2 separate regions of the Mus musculus genome follow, and region 1 is linked to region 2. The links are chromatin contacts, called in public HiChIP or PLAC-seq maps. All regions are on one chromosome and are shown on one strand. The core of a region is the stretch at or near the end of the contact, and the rest is flanking DNA. Distances in the headings are between cores, read along the strand shown. Region 1 has its middle 21 kb from the start of Mir7048. Region 2 holds the start of Cxcl17 (chemokine (C-X-C motif) ligand 17).

Region 1 (6,798 bases), core at 3,794-6,293, 210 kb before region 2:
TCCTTTCCTTTCCTTTTCTTTTTTTTTCTTTTCCTTTCTTTTCTTTTCTTTTCTTTTCTTTTTTTCTTTATTTTATTTTATTTTTTTTTCAAGACAGGGTTTCTCTGTGTAGCCCTGGCTGTCCTGGAACTCACATTGTAGACCAGGCTGGCCTCGAACTCAGAAATCTGCCTGCCTCTGCCTCCCAAATTCTGGGATTAAAGGCGTGCGCCACCACTGACCAGCACATTTTAAAAAAAGATTTATTTGTTATTTATATGACTCCACTGTAGCTCTGTCTTCACACACATCAGAAGAGAACATCAGATCCCATTACAGAAGGTTGTGAGCCACCATGTGGTTGCTGGGAATTGAGCTCAGGACCTCTGGAAGAGCAGTCAGTGCTCTTGGCCACTGAGCCATCTCTCTAGGCCCCTAGAGACATTTTCTTAACTGAGTCTCCCTCCTGTCAGTTGACTCCAGCTTGTCAGGTTAAGATAAAACTAGCTAGCACAGGTATATTTGTTTGTTTGTTTCATTTAGCAGGAGTCAGTCTCTATTGCCTTCAGCCCAAGAGGCATATGTCATACATGTTCTTTTAAGAATTAGGGATGCACCAGGCGTGGTGGTGCATGCCTTTAATCCCAGCACTTGGGAGGCAGAGGCAGGCGGATTTCTGAGTTCGAGGACAGCCTGGTCTACAAATTGAGTTCCATGACAGCCGGGGCTATACAGAGAAATACTGTCTCGAAAAACCAAAAAAAAAAAAAAAATAGAATTAGGGATGAGAGGCTAGAGAGATGGATCAGCAGTGAAGAAAGCTGAATGCTCTTCCAGAGGTCCCAAGTTCAACTCCCAGCACTCACATGGTGGCTCACAACCATCTCTGAGGGGATCTGATTCCCTCTTCTGGAGTGTCTGAGGACAGCTACAGTGTACCCTCTTCTCATGGGTGTGAAGATAGAGTATTCATGTATATTTAATTAATTAATGATTAATTAATTAAAAGAATCAGGGATGCGGCATACACTGAGCCGAGAGCTTGCTGTCCAAAAGCCTGACAGCCTGACAGCGTAAGCTCCCATCCTAGAACCCACAAAAGTGTAAGGAAGAGATTCCATTAAGTTGTCCCCTGACCTCCACATGTGCTCCATGGTACATCCTGCCTCTCTTCACCCCAAACTAATAAAGGAAAAACATTTTTAAACACTTTGGCAGCTAGGTGTGGTGACATACACCTTTAATCTCAGCACCAGGGAGGTAAAGACAGGTGGATCTCTGCGAGTTCCAGGCCTGCCTGATCTACAGAGTAAGTGCCAAGAGAGCCAGGGCTACACAAAGAAACTTTGTTACGGAGGGGGGAGAGTTTGGGATGAGAGCAAAGTGTCACAACTAGAAGGCCTGATGAGGGGTGCTGTAAGGGGTTGGGGATGCCCAAGTGTGTCGGGAGCTTTTATTTAGTTTCTTTTTTGTTGCAGGCTTTGGGGTTTGTTTCTTTGTTGCAAAGGTACATTCCCAGTTGACAGTTGTTTTGTTTTGTTTGGTTTTTGTTTTTTTGTTTTTGTTTTTGGAGACAGGGTTTCTTTGTAAAGCCCTGGTTGTCCTGGAACTCCCTTTGTAGACCAGGCTGGCCTCGAACTCAGAAATCCACCTGCCTCTGCCTCCCGAGATGGTAGAAATTTGCACATCTTTACCCACTGAGGAGAGAGAAGAGGGGAGGATCCCGAAAGAGGAGGGAAGAAAAATAGAAAACCAGATCCTAATGGTGGGAAGAGGAAGGCACAGGACCTCAACAGAGTCCTGGAGCTGAAGAAAAGGCGATGTGGACACTGCTAGGTCTGAACACCTTAGGAAGCTGAAGGAGTTTGTCTGAGCTGTCAGGACTTCATTTGTTCAGTCAGAAATGGTAGGCAAAAAAGTGAAAAGAGAGGCGGGGTGGCCGAGAAGTTCAAGCAAACATTGACTTCCATTTATTTTAGACTCAGAAAGCTCCCTGGATCAAAGGACCTGGCCATGCTGCTAAGTGAGGCAGAAAGCTATGGGGATGAGGGAACATGAACTCCGTTATTTTCCATTTACCCCAGTGTCTCACCTTGGGCCATCCTACATCCATGTGGAGGATAGCATCACATGGGCTCACATTTAAATGAGGTTTTAAATACTTTTGTGTGTGTGTAGGAATGTTTTGCCCCTGTGTGCGTCTGTGTGCCACATGCATGCCTACAGAGGTCAGAAGAGGGTGTCTGATCCCCTGGAATTAACTACAGGTGGTTGTGAGGCATGGTTACCAGTGCTGAGAACTGAAGCTGTGTCCTCTGGAAGAGCAGCCTGTATCTTTAACTGCTCAGCCATCTTTTCAGCTCCTATCCACTTCATGGTAATGGAGATTGAATTCCCATATTCTACACAAATGCTCTGTTGCTGAGCCATATCCCCAGCCACTGGGATATTCTAGGCAGGTGCTCTACCACTGAGCCACACCCCCAGCCTGTCACTGGGTGATTCTAGGCAAGGGCTCTATCACTAAGCCACACCCTAAGCCTGTCACTGGAAGATTTCTAGGCAGGTACTCTACCACTGAGCCATGGCCACAACCCCTCATTGGGAGATTCCAGGCAGGGGCTCTAATAATGAGCCCTATCCCGGTCTTCTTTGCACTTTGTAATTTGTGTGTGCAAATTAACTTTGGTAGGCTCGTCAATCACTTTTCAATGCGTTCTTTTGGGCCAAGATCTCTCACTGAATCTGGAGCTCATCTACTTGGCTAGACTGGCTGCAAACAAGCCTAGGAATCCACCCATCTCTACCTCTTCAGAAGTTGGGATTACAAACAGGGACCCACTTTTTACACAATGCTAAGGATCCAGGTTCAGCTCTCCCAGAGCTTGTATGCCAAGCCCTGGCTGTCCTGGAACTCACTTTGTAGACCAGGCTGGCCTCAAACTCAGAAATCCGCCTGCTCAGAAATCCGCCTGCCTCTGCCTCCCAAGTGCTGGGTTTAAAGGCGTGTGCCACCACGCCCAGCCCTTGCTTTCTAATTTGAGACAAGACTTCATCATGTAGTCCAGACAGGCTTTGACTTTTCAATCCTTCTGCCTCACTGCCCAAGGAGCCTGGCCCTACCCCTCTAGAGGTTTGTTTGGTTGTTTGTTTTGTTTTTGGTTTTTTGAGACAGGGTTTCTCTGTGTAGCCCTGGCTGTCCTGGAACTCACTCTGTAGACCAGGCTGGCCTCGAACTCAGAAATTCACCTGCCTCTGCCTCAAGTGCTGGGATTAAAGGCGTGCGCCACCACGCCCAGCCCCTCTAGCATTTTGATCTCAAGGTTTTCCTTTCGAAGCACCAGCAAGGCCTTAAAGCAGGAAGATCGTGCATTTTAGGCACCCCTCCAAGCTCTCTCTGCTCAATCCCTTGGCTCTGATGGTAGCTGTATGGTGCCTTCCACAGCCTCAGCTCCTCAAGGCAGGCTCGCGAGTTCCAGTAGTACCATTTCATGCGACATCCTGCCAGTTAGATTTAAGGGCAGTATGGTCAGTTTCCTGTGGTATTACCCTCCCTCCAGGTTCCCTCAACAATGTCCTCACCAACAGTTCCTTCATTAAATTACCTTCAAAGTTCCAGCTGTGGTCCCTTCCGTTTCCTGCTGAGGTTCTATCAGAGGGTTAGTGAGAGAGATCAGAAGGTTTGCCAGAAGACTGTAGCTGCATGGGGAAAGGAGAAGCCGGAGGGGTCTGCTCCACTGGTACACAACAGAAGGATCCTGAGAGGACCTGATAACACAGGTGTGACAGCCAGGAAGGCCTGACAGGTGGAGATGGCAGATGCTGGGATGATTGGGATACTGGAGTCTGAAGGCATGGAAGACTGTATAGGGTTGTGATCAAACCCAGGAATTTGGGGCCAATGAGAAGGCTTAGCGGGTGCTTGCTGTCAAGTGCAATTGTCTAAGTTCAATTCCCAGGACACACAGCAGGAGAGAGTGTCTGGGGACTTCTACATGTACACGGTGGCATGCATATGCACACCCACACAACACAACACACACAACACACAAATGTGACTTTTAAATTTTCAGGAAAGATGGTTCAGCAGTTAAGAGTATTTATTGCTCTTGCAAAGGACCCAGGTTTGGTGTCAGCACCTTCATGACAGCTCGAAACTACAGCTCCGTAACTATAGTTCTAGGGGAACAAACACCAAATGCCCCTTCCAAACTCTGTGGACTTCTGCACACATGTGGTGCACTTACATACATACATGCATAACATAAAAATTAAATGTTAAATATTAAGAAAATAGCCAGGCAGCAGTAGTGCATGCCTTTAATCCCAGCACTTGGGAGGCAGAGGCAGGCAGATTTCTGAGTTTGAGGCCAGCCTGGTCTACAAAGTGAGTTCCAGGATAGCCAGAGCTATTCAGAGAAACCCTGTCTCGAAAAACCAAAAATAAATAAATAAATAAATAAATAAAAATAAAACAAAAAGAAAAGAAAAGAGAGAAGAAAAAAAGAAAAAGGAAAACCAAATATTTTTTAAATTTTTAATTTTTTTTTGAAAGTTGTTTTACTGCACGTACATGGGTGTTTTGTCTGCATGTGCACCACACGTATGCCTGATTTCTGCAGAGGTTGGCCACCCCTGAAATCAGTGACAGTTGTCAACTGCCTGTGTGTGACAGGGCTCACATTGTGTCCTCTGAGAAAGTAGCTAGTACCCTCAATGCCGAGACCAAAGTCCAGCCCCGAACCCTGTGTGACCTTGGGTCCTTGGACACTAAGCAAGCATGCTATCGTCAAGCTACGTTCACACCCCTAAGAATTTAAATTTGGGACTTGCACAATCCTGCTTGTCACTTCACTGTGTCACTCAGACAAGTGGCCTCACCTAGCTGTGTGTGTCTCACAGAGCTTAAATGATGAGGGAATTACTACCAGCCTCGCAGGAATGTATGAGGGATAAATGCACACTGAGCCTTTGGCATGGTGCCTGGCACGTGGTATAAGGACTCAGGAAATGTCCCTTTGTTTGTTTACACTTCCAGGGAATGACTCAGTCCAAGGTGTGGTCCAGGGAGTGGATGGCGGGGTGAGACAGAGGCTGGTCAAAGGATGAGGCAGAAAGAAAATGTGACACAATGTAACAATAAAAAATAGGTCATCGCAGGGCAGTCAGATGTTTAGCAGGATGCACAGGCTGGGGTGGAGTGTGGGCCCCTGCCTTGTGCACTTCACTCCCTCACAGTCTTTACTCAAGAACAAACAGAAATTGGGTTGGTGAGATGGATCTTGGCTTAACCCCGAGTTCAATGCCAGGGACCCACATACTCCACAAAGTTGTCCTCTGGTCTCCTCAAGTGCATTGCATACACACGACCAAATACAAAACACACACAAACATGCTCACGCTCGCTCTCCTCCCTCCCTCCCTCCCCCTGAAATATTTGTTTTAAAAATTAAAGAGTAAGCAGAAATGAAACCAAGCAATAGTGGCATACACATGTAAATTGAGCAGTCAAGAAATGGAAGAAGGGGGCTGGAGAGATGGCTCAGTGGTTAAGAGCACTGACTGCTCTTCCAGAAGTCCTGAGTTCAAATCCCAGCAACCACACGGTGGCCCACGCCATCTGTATTGGGATCTGATGCTCTTTTCTGGTGTGTCTGAAAACAGTGTCAGTGTACTCATATACAGAAAAATAAATAAAAATAATTCTTAAAAAAAAGGAAGAAAGAAAGAAAGAGAGAGAGAGAGAGAAAGGAAGGAAGGAAGAAAGAGGAAGAAAGAAAGAAAGAAAGAAAGAAAGAAAGAAAGAAAGAAAGGAAGGAAGAGAGAGAGAGAGAGAGAGAGAGAAAGAAAGAAAGAAAGAAAGAAAGAAAGAAAGAAAGAAAGAAAGAAAGAAAGAAAGAAAGAACAAACGAACTGGAAAAAGAATCGGAACTTCAGGGCTAGTCTGGAATACATTTAAGACAGACTCAGACTGCTGCTCCCTTCCTACTACCTCCAAAAAGGGGGAAGGCTGGAAAGATGGCTCAGCAGCTGAGAAGCTCTTGTCTGTTGTTGCTGCTCTTGTGAAGGACCAGGTTCCCAGCAGCCACTTGGGTAGGTCATAACCTCCTGTGACTCTAGATCTAGGGTATTCAATGTCCTCTTTTAACCGCCAAGCATATGCACACACAGACACACACACACACCTATCATAAATAAAACAAAATACTTTCTTAGAAAAGCAGAAGCAATCAATCACTGGAGAGAAAGAAAATAAGTCACAATGATGCACTACTACACACCCAACAGATGAGCGGATGTATTTGTCTGACAACAGCAGACTGGTGAGGAGGAAGCAGGGGCTGCTCGGGCACCACTGGTGACAAGGTATCTATCTGTATATCCACTTTAGGGAAAATGGTCTCAAGGGGAAACAATAGAGATGCTCACTGGAGGGGCTGGAGGGATGGCTCATTGGTTAAGAGCACTGGTTGCTCTTCCAGAGATCCTGGGCTCCATTTCCAGCACCCACATGGTGGTTGATAATCCGTCAGTCACTGTGTCTGTGGTAACCTGATCAGGATTATGGGATGCAGTGTTCAGATGGGATCTACCAAAGCAGACCCTATTCATAACCATGACCAGCAATTCTACCTCAAGGGAGAGAGATCCCAGTGGAAAGAAGAGTTTGTTCACACACAAAACAAGTAAACAGGGGGCTGGCGAGATGGCTCAGTGGGTAAGAGCACCCGACTGCTCTTCCGAAGGTCCGAAGTTCAAATCCCAGCAACCACATGGTGGCTCACAACCATCCGTAACGAGATCTTACTCCCTCTTCTG
Region 2 (7,051 bases), core at 1,782-4,281:
TATACCCTTCCCCCACCCTGCTCCCCAACCCACCAACTTCTGTTTCCTGGCCCTGGCATTCATTTTTAGCTTTCTTTTTTTTTTTTTAAAGTTTTTTCTTTTTCTTTTTTTTTTTATTCTTTTTTGTTTTTATTATTAGGTATTTTTCTCGTTTACATTTTCAATGCTATCCCAAAGGTCCCCCATACCCACCCCCCCAATCCCCTACCCCCCCACTCCCCCTTTTTGGCCCTGGTGTTCCCCTGTACTGGGGCATATAAAGTTTGCAAGTCCAATGGGCCTCTCTTTGCAGTGATGGCTAACTAGGCCATCTTTTGATACATATGCAGCTAAAGACAAGAGCTCCCGGGTACTGGTTAGTTCATATTGTTGTTCCACCTATAGGGTTGCAGTTCCCTTTAGCTCCTTGGGTAATTTCTCTAGCTCCTCCATTGGGGGCCGTGTGACCCATCCAATAGCTGACTGTGATCATCCACTTCTGTGTTTGCTAGGCCCCGGCATAGTCTCACAAGAGAGAGCTATATCTGGGTCCTTTCAGCAAAATCTTGCTAGTGTATGCAATGGTGTCAGCATTTGGAAGCTGATTATGGGATGGATCCCTGCACATGGCAATCACTAGATGGTCCATCCTTTCATCACAACTCCAAATTTTGTCTCTGTAACTCCTTCCATGGGTGTTTTGTTCCCATTTCTAAGAAAGGGTAAAGTGTCCACACTTTGGTCTTCGTTCTTCTTGAATTTCATGCGTTTGGCAAGTTGTATCTTATATCTTGGGTATCCTAAGTTTCTGGGCTAAAATCCACTTATCAGTGATTTTTTAGCTTTCTTAACTGGAGGTTTATTTACTATTGGTGATTAGTGGATAGAGGCCCACACAGCAAAGCATTGTTCACCACCACACTGAAGTAGTAAACTTGGTCCTGTAATCCCAGCTATTTGGGAGGTGGAAGCAAGAAGATCACAAGTTCAGGGAAGTCTGGGAAATAATAAAGGTCATGCATCAACCAAAATAGGGGCAGGCAGGTGGGCATGGTGGCCGTGCACACCTTCAGTCCCAGCACTCGGGAGGCAGAAGCAGGTGGATACATCTGAATTCAGTGCCAACCTGGTCTACAGAGCAAGTTCCAGGACAGCCAGGGCTACACAGAAAGACCTTGTGTGTCTGCAAGTGTAGCTGGCAACATACACACAAGTGTACACACAGCCCAGCCAAGATCCACTTCCCAGACCTTCCCAACCTCTCCTGGAAAAGTCAAAGATTTTCTCAGAAAAACAAACAAACAAAAAATAGAGGCATGGCTGTAATTCAGTGACACACTGCTTGGTTAGCATGCATGGGCACCCCCCTCCCCCATACACACACACTAGCAACAACAAGAAAAAACCAACACTATCATACCTTGGCATATGAGTCATAGAAGTGAATCATTTTGAACTTAGAAACCTGAGCCCTTAGCTAATATTGATTGTTATGTGGGATAGTGTGAAGATTATGGGAACAATGCATCAGTTTGTACCCCCAAGGTGGTTAAGGTTACAGTCTGCAGGGCAGGAGAGGTAGAAGAGGTGCCCCCAGTGTGAGACAGACCATGATGTACAAAGAGTCCTGACTGAGCTGTGCATAGTCAGCGTGGAGAGCAGAGGAGTGGAAAGGTGTTAGCCTTTGAATTAGATGTGTGAGTAAAGTTGAGCTGGTTTGAAAACACAGGACCTGTTGGGGATCAGCAGCCTAGTATGGTTGGAGCATAAGTGCATCTTTGTGAATGAAAGAAAGTGGACTGGAAAGGTGTGTTGTGACTAGAGCTTTGAGTTCATGGGGAGGACTCTAGCCCTGGTGCCCATATAGTGATAGAGAAGCCTTCCCTTCCAGAGTGGCCACTATGGGCCCCAGGACTGAAGAACTCAGAGAACTTTCCCTACAAAGGAAAGAAGTTGGACATTGCCAGAGGCAGGTGATCCTGGATTTAGGATCACATGATGCTGAGTATGCCACAGAGTACCTCACCCACAGGAGAAAGGTACATGGATAGAGATGATCTTGCTTCTGTGTGGTGGCTCTGTGAAGAGCTGGGAAACACTGGCTGTGGTGAAGACTAGAACAGATTCAGAACCTCTACCGAGTCTGCTTCAAAAGGGACAGACCATTCAACCAAGCCCGGGATGACTAAAATGTCTGCATGACTACTGCCTGCTAATAGGACTGACCTGGTTTGTATCATCACGAGCTTACTTGGCATACTCTAAAGTTATAGGACTCCTCATTTCTTTGCCTTCCACCACAAGCCTCCCACCCCCAGTTGAGCCCTGAGAAAATCTGTGACTTTTCCAGGAGAGGTTGGGAAGGTCTGGGAAGTGGATCTTGGCTGGGCTGTGTGTACACTTGTGTGTATGCTGCCAGCTACAGTTGCAGACATGTTGGGAATGTGCCTTAAAGTTTACAGAGTCCTTTGGGATAAAGAGGGTCCTTTCTTTTTGCTAATGAGGATTCTGGTACTGAGAAAGACTAACTTAATTACCCCAACTTGTTGCTAAAAGAGTATTTTAATGCACTTGTTGTTGGGTTTGCCATGTTTTCTACCCCATTTCTTCCCCACAAAATCAAATTAATCTTTGGTGTGCACATGGTTCTGGTGAAGTAGAAATTAATCTTGAGCCAGGCATGGTGGCACACCTATAATACTGGGACCCAGGATACTGTGGTCGGAAGAGTCCAAGTTTTCGGTCAGCCTGACTACATATCAAGAGCCTGTCTCAAGGGAGAGAAAAATAGAAGGGAGGAGGACGGACAAAATAAAGAGGAAGGGAGGGAGAGAAGGAGAAGAGAGAATATCATTTCATTGTATTTACCTGGGTTCGGGCTGCTGAAGACCATGGACATGAGCATCACTGGAAGCAACAGAAGGAAGGGAGAGGCTAGAAGCTTCATTGTGGCTGTCTGTTGGTTCTTAAAGGCTGTGTGGATTGTCACCAGTTAGAGGCTTCTGATTTCTTGTAACTGCTCAGGTGGAGTAGTGTCTACAATTTAATCCTACACAAGAACACCCTTGGGAAATCAAGAGCAGGAAGGCGGTGCTGGTCAGTTTAGTACCAGATTGGACCAGGTCTTTACGGGAATGTGGGAGGTAAAACTGGCCAAACAAAAGAAACCACACTCCAGAGAAAGGAACAAATGACTGACACCTTGGCATGTGTGTGTGTGTGTGTGTGTGTGTGTGTGTGTGTGTATGTATGCTTGACTCCTCCCCCACTGTGGGGGGTTTCATTCTCTAAGCTTTTTTCTCACTTGAATTTCCGTGTACCTTTTGGCTGTTTAGAGCAAAACCGAGGCACTGCAGGCTGACAAAGAGAGGCTGACAGCTGCGCTTCCTCTCTCCACCCATTTGTGATTGCCAGCACAGTAGATGGAAGTGCTACTGCCTGGACAGTTGTCCTGTCCTCGCACTGTTGACAGATTCATCCAGTTCCCTAGCCACTCACAAGGGAAGCAGAGTTCAGTTAAGAAGACGTTCACTTTGGGTGTGCTGGTGTGTGCCAGCACTGGAGGCTGAAGAGGGCTTTGAGTTTCCCCTCCCCTCCCCTCCCCTCCCCTCCCCTCCCCTCCCCTCCCCTCCCCTCCCCTCCCCTCCCCTCCCCTCCCCTCCCTTCCTTTCCTCTCCTCTTCAATTCTCTCTCTCTCTCTCTTAACAAAGAAAGAAAAACAAAAATGAAGGGCTAGTGGCTGCCTGGCGAGTGAGCTGATGATCTAACTTCAATCCCCACTGTTCACAGGAAGTAGAGAAATCAGTGCATTGTCCTTTGACTGCTATAGTCATTTGGTGCATGCACACTCCCCTCATCCTTAAATAACTGTAATGAAGAACGAAGGGCTAGGGATGTAGCTTAGAGATAAGATGCTTGACTAGCATGCACAAGGCTCCAGGTTTGATTCTCAGCACCATAAATAGCAAATAAAAACAAACCAGCAACAATGCACAAATAAAATCAGAGTCAGTTATCTTTGCCTCCAAACTCTTTCCTGGAGCAGTGGGGAAAACAAAGCCTCCTCTTGTTCATCAGGAAGTTGGCTATGGTTTAGTTGCTCCAATTTACAGGACACGGTGTGTGTGTGTGTGTGTGTGTGTGTGTGTGTGTGTGTGTATGTGTGTGTAAGATCACCAGAGCTTCAGGTCCAGGAATATATGAACTATAGGCAAAAAGGGATTCTTGAACTGTGTTGGTCCAGGTTGGTGGAGTTCTTGGTTCAAGGCAAAAGGAGAAAGCTGATAATGCCCACAGTCAACATTAAAGACGATTGTGCCAGCCAGCTCACGAGGGAGGGGAGCGTTTATTTCTGAAACTTGCACTCTTAGAGGTGTTATTTCATGGCCTGTCTGCCCTGTCATTTTTGAGCCTGTGCTGAGATACATCATGGAGAGAGTGCATAGTGGAGGAAACTGCTCACTTCTCGCATCTAGGAAGCAAAGAAGATAGCAAGAACCATAAACCTAATAGTTCATTTAAGGGTGTATACGCCACCATGACATAACTGTTTTCTACTGAACTCTGTCTCCTAAAGGTTCTTCTGATCTCCCACAGACTGGCTACCCAGCCTTTACCTCATGGGCCTTTGGGAAGCACTGAAGATCTAAATTATAACAATCTTGGAACATCAGCACTGAATTTGGTGTCTATTTGAGGGACTTTAAGACTGCCAAAGCAATAGGGATTGATGAACTTAAATATTGGGTGACATTTGTTGGAGCCAAAGGGACAATGAATAAGGAAGTCTTTTCTAGAAGCCTCCAGGAATGAGAGGATATATGAATTATTCCTTCAAAAGAAGTGAATTGATAAACAAAATTTTCATTATTTATTAATTTATTTACTTTATATCTTATTGCAGCCCTATCCTCCAGGACCCCCTCACACAGCCCCTTCCCCCCACTCTCCCTTTCCCTTCTCCTCTGAGAAGGGGGAGGATTCTCCTGGGTATCACCTCACCCTGGCACATCAAGTCACTGCAGGACTAGGCTCATCCTTTCCCACTGAGACCAGACAAGATAGTTCAGTTAAGGGAGTGAGATCCACAGGCAGGCAACAGATTCAGGGTCAGCCCCCACTTCAGTTATTGGGGGAGGGCTTGCATACAGACCAAACTGCACATCTACTACGTATGTGCTGGGGGCCTACGTCCAACCTATGCTTGTTCTTTGGTTGGTGCTTCAGTCTCTAGGAACCTCCAAGGGCCCAGGTTAGTTGACTCTGTTGGTCTTCCTAGACCCTTCAGGTCCCTCAATCCTTCCCCCAAATCTTCCACAAGACTCCCCAAGGTCTGTCTAATGTTTGACTGTGGGTCTCTGCATCTGTTTCCACCTGCTGCTGGATGGAGCCTTTCAGAGAACAGCTACATTAGGCTCCTGTCTGCATGCATAGCAGAGTATTTTAATAGTGTTAAAGATTGGTTCTTGCCAATGGGATGGGCTCAAGTTGGGCCAGTCATTGGTTGGCCATTCCCTCTGTCTCTGCATCATTTTTATCACTGCACATCTTGTAGACAGGACACATTTTGGGTGGAAGATTTAGTGGGTGGGTTGGTGTCCTTATCCCTCCACTGAGAGTCCTGCCTGGTTACAGGAGGTGGCCACTTCAGGCTCCATATCTCCCACTGCCAGGAGTCTCAGCTAGAGTCACCCCCATAGACTCCTTTGGGGCCCTCTATCCCAGGACTCTGTCACATCCTAGAGCCACCCCCTGTCTGCCAGCTGTTCTCTCTCCTCAGCTCTCCCTACACCTGATCTCCCACTCCATTTCCCTCTCCACTCCCTCTCCCACCCAGCTCCCTCCATCCATCCACCTCCAATGTCTTTTATTTTCCCTTCTGAGTAAGATTCAAGCATCTTCCCTTGGGTCCTTCTTGTTATTTGGCTTCTTTGGGTCTGTGGATTGTAGTGTGGTTGTATTCTGTACTTTATGGCTAATATCTACTTCATGCCATGCATGTTCCTTTGGATCTGGGTTATTTCAGTTAGGATGATATTTTCTAGTTCTATCTATTTGCCTGCAAAATTCTTGATGTTCTTGTTTTTAATAGCTGAATAGTATTCCATTGTGTAAATGAACCACATTTTCTTTATCCATTCATCAGTTGAGGGACAGCTAGGTCGTTTCCAATTTCTGGCTTTTACAAATAAAGCTGCCATGAACACAGCTGAGTAAGTGTCCTTGTGATGTGGTGGAGCATCTTTTGGGTAAATGTCCAGGAGTGGTATAGCTGGGTCTTGAGGTAGAACTATTTAAAAACTTTGAGAAACTGCCAGATTGATTTCCAGAGTGGTTGTATAAGTTTGCAATCCCACCAGCAAAGGAGAAGTATTTCCCTTGCTCCACATCCTTACCAGCACGTGCTGTCGCTTGAGTTTTTGATCTTAGCCATTCTGATAGGTGTAAGGTGGAACCTCAGAGTTGTTTTGATTTGGATAAAATGATTTTTAAAAATCGAGTCTTAATCTGGAGCTCAGGATGACTTGAATTTCTAACACTTCTGTGTATCCTTATTTTTTTCAAACTTTATTTTTAATGATGTTTCTTAAATGCTTTAACCTCCCTCATATCCCACCAACCCACCAGAGGTAGTGGGAAAGAAAGAATGTGGGGGAGTTAACTTGTTTAGAAAGTTTCTTTGGAGCAACTTCCATCTGTGTTGTCTGGAAATCAGCAGTTCAGTTCACAGGTTAGCAGGCAATGGCAGCTCGATCCACTGGCAAACACCTGACAGATACAACAGCAGTCCAGTTTGGTAGGGTTGGATTAGCAACAGCGGTGACATGACCTAACAGAGACAGCCAGGCCTCAGTCTTGGGTCGGAGTCAGCAGGAGGGACCAGCAGGAACACCAGGAGAAGTTTCCTTTCTCAAGAAAGTGTAGATCAGTGAAGACTTGAGACCCACAAGCTTTGCACAGCTCGCTGTACCAGCAAGCCAAGCTCCATTTCTGTCACTCCATGAGGTCCGACTTCTACCCTCCAAACATCACGTGTCCTCCATGTGTTTTGCCTTAGCACAGGCATCCAAAC

The links. HiChIP or PLAC-seq counts read pairs in DNA pulled down with a chosen protein or histone mark.
Region 1: a FOXA1 HiChIP or PLAC-seq map of pancreatic cancer cells shows a contact between it and region 2. The contact joins the enhancer-like site here to the promoter of Cxcl17 in region 2. A contact is called at or near these places in 3 of 39 promoter capture datasets (the C10 cell line, cranial neural crest and pre-B cells), 1 of 15 datasets of contacts at CTCF or cohesin (large pre-B cells), 1 of 484 Hi-C or Micro-C datasets (regulatory T cells), 2 of 115 datasets of contacts at active chromatin or transcription factors (embryonic stem cells and pancreatic cancer cells) and 3 of 9 other capture datasets (adipose tissue, liver and pancreatic islet).

Annotation. Positions count from the first base shown.
Region 1 is chr7:25,192,853-25,199,650 of GRCm38.p6, forward strand. No RefSeq gene overlaps it. Among named protein-coding and RNA genes, the nearest start is that of Mir7048, 21 kb to the right of the region's middle. Within about 2 kb of position 5,044, at least 53 of the 459 cell types and tissues checked have an H3K27ac peak or open chromatin away from gene starts, as enhancers often do. A contact at or near this core is called in pancreatic cancer cells, where this site is marked.
Region 2 is chr7:25,409,855-25,416,905 of GRCm38.p6, forward strand. It overlaps Cxcl17 (chemokine (C-X-C motif) ligand 17), which reads right to left and starts at 3,032. Exons shown (of 4, transcript NM_153576.2): 1 at 2,848-3,032. The coding sequence starts at 2,926. All of the region lies in intron 3 of 4732471J01Rik (RIKEN cDNA 4732471J01 gene), which reads left to right.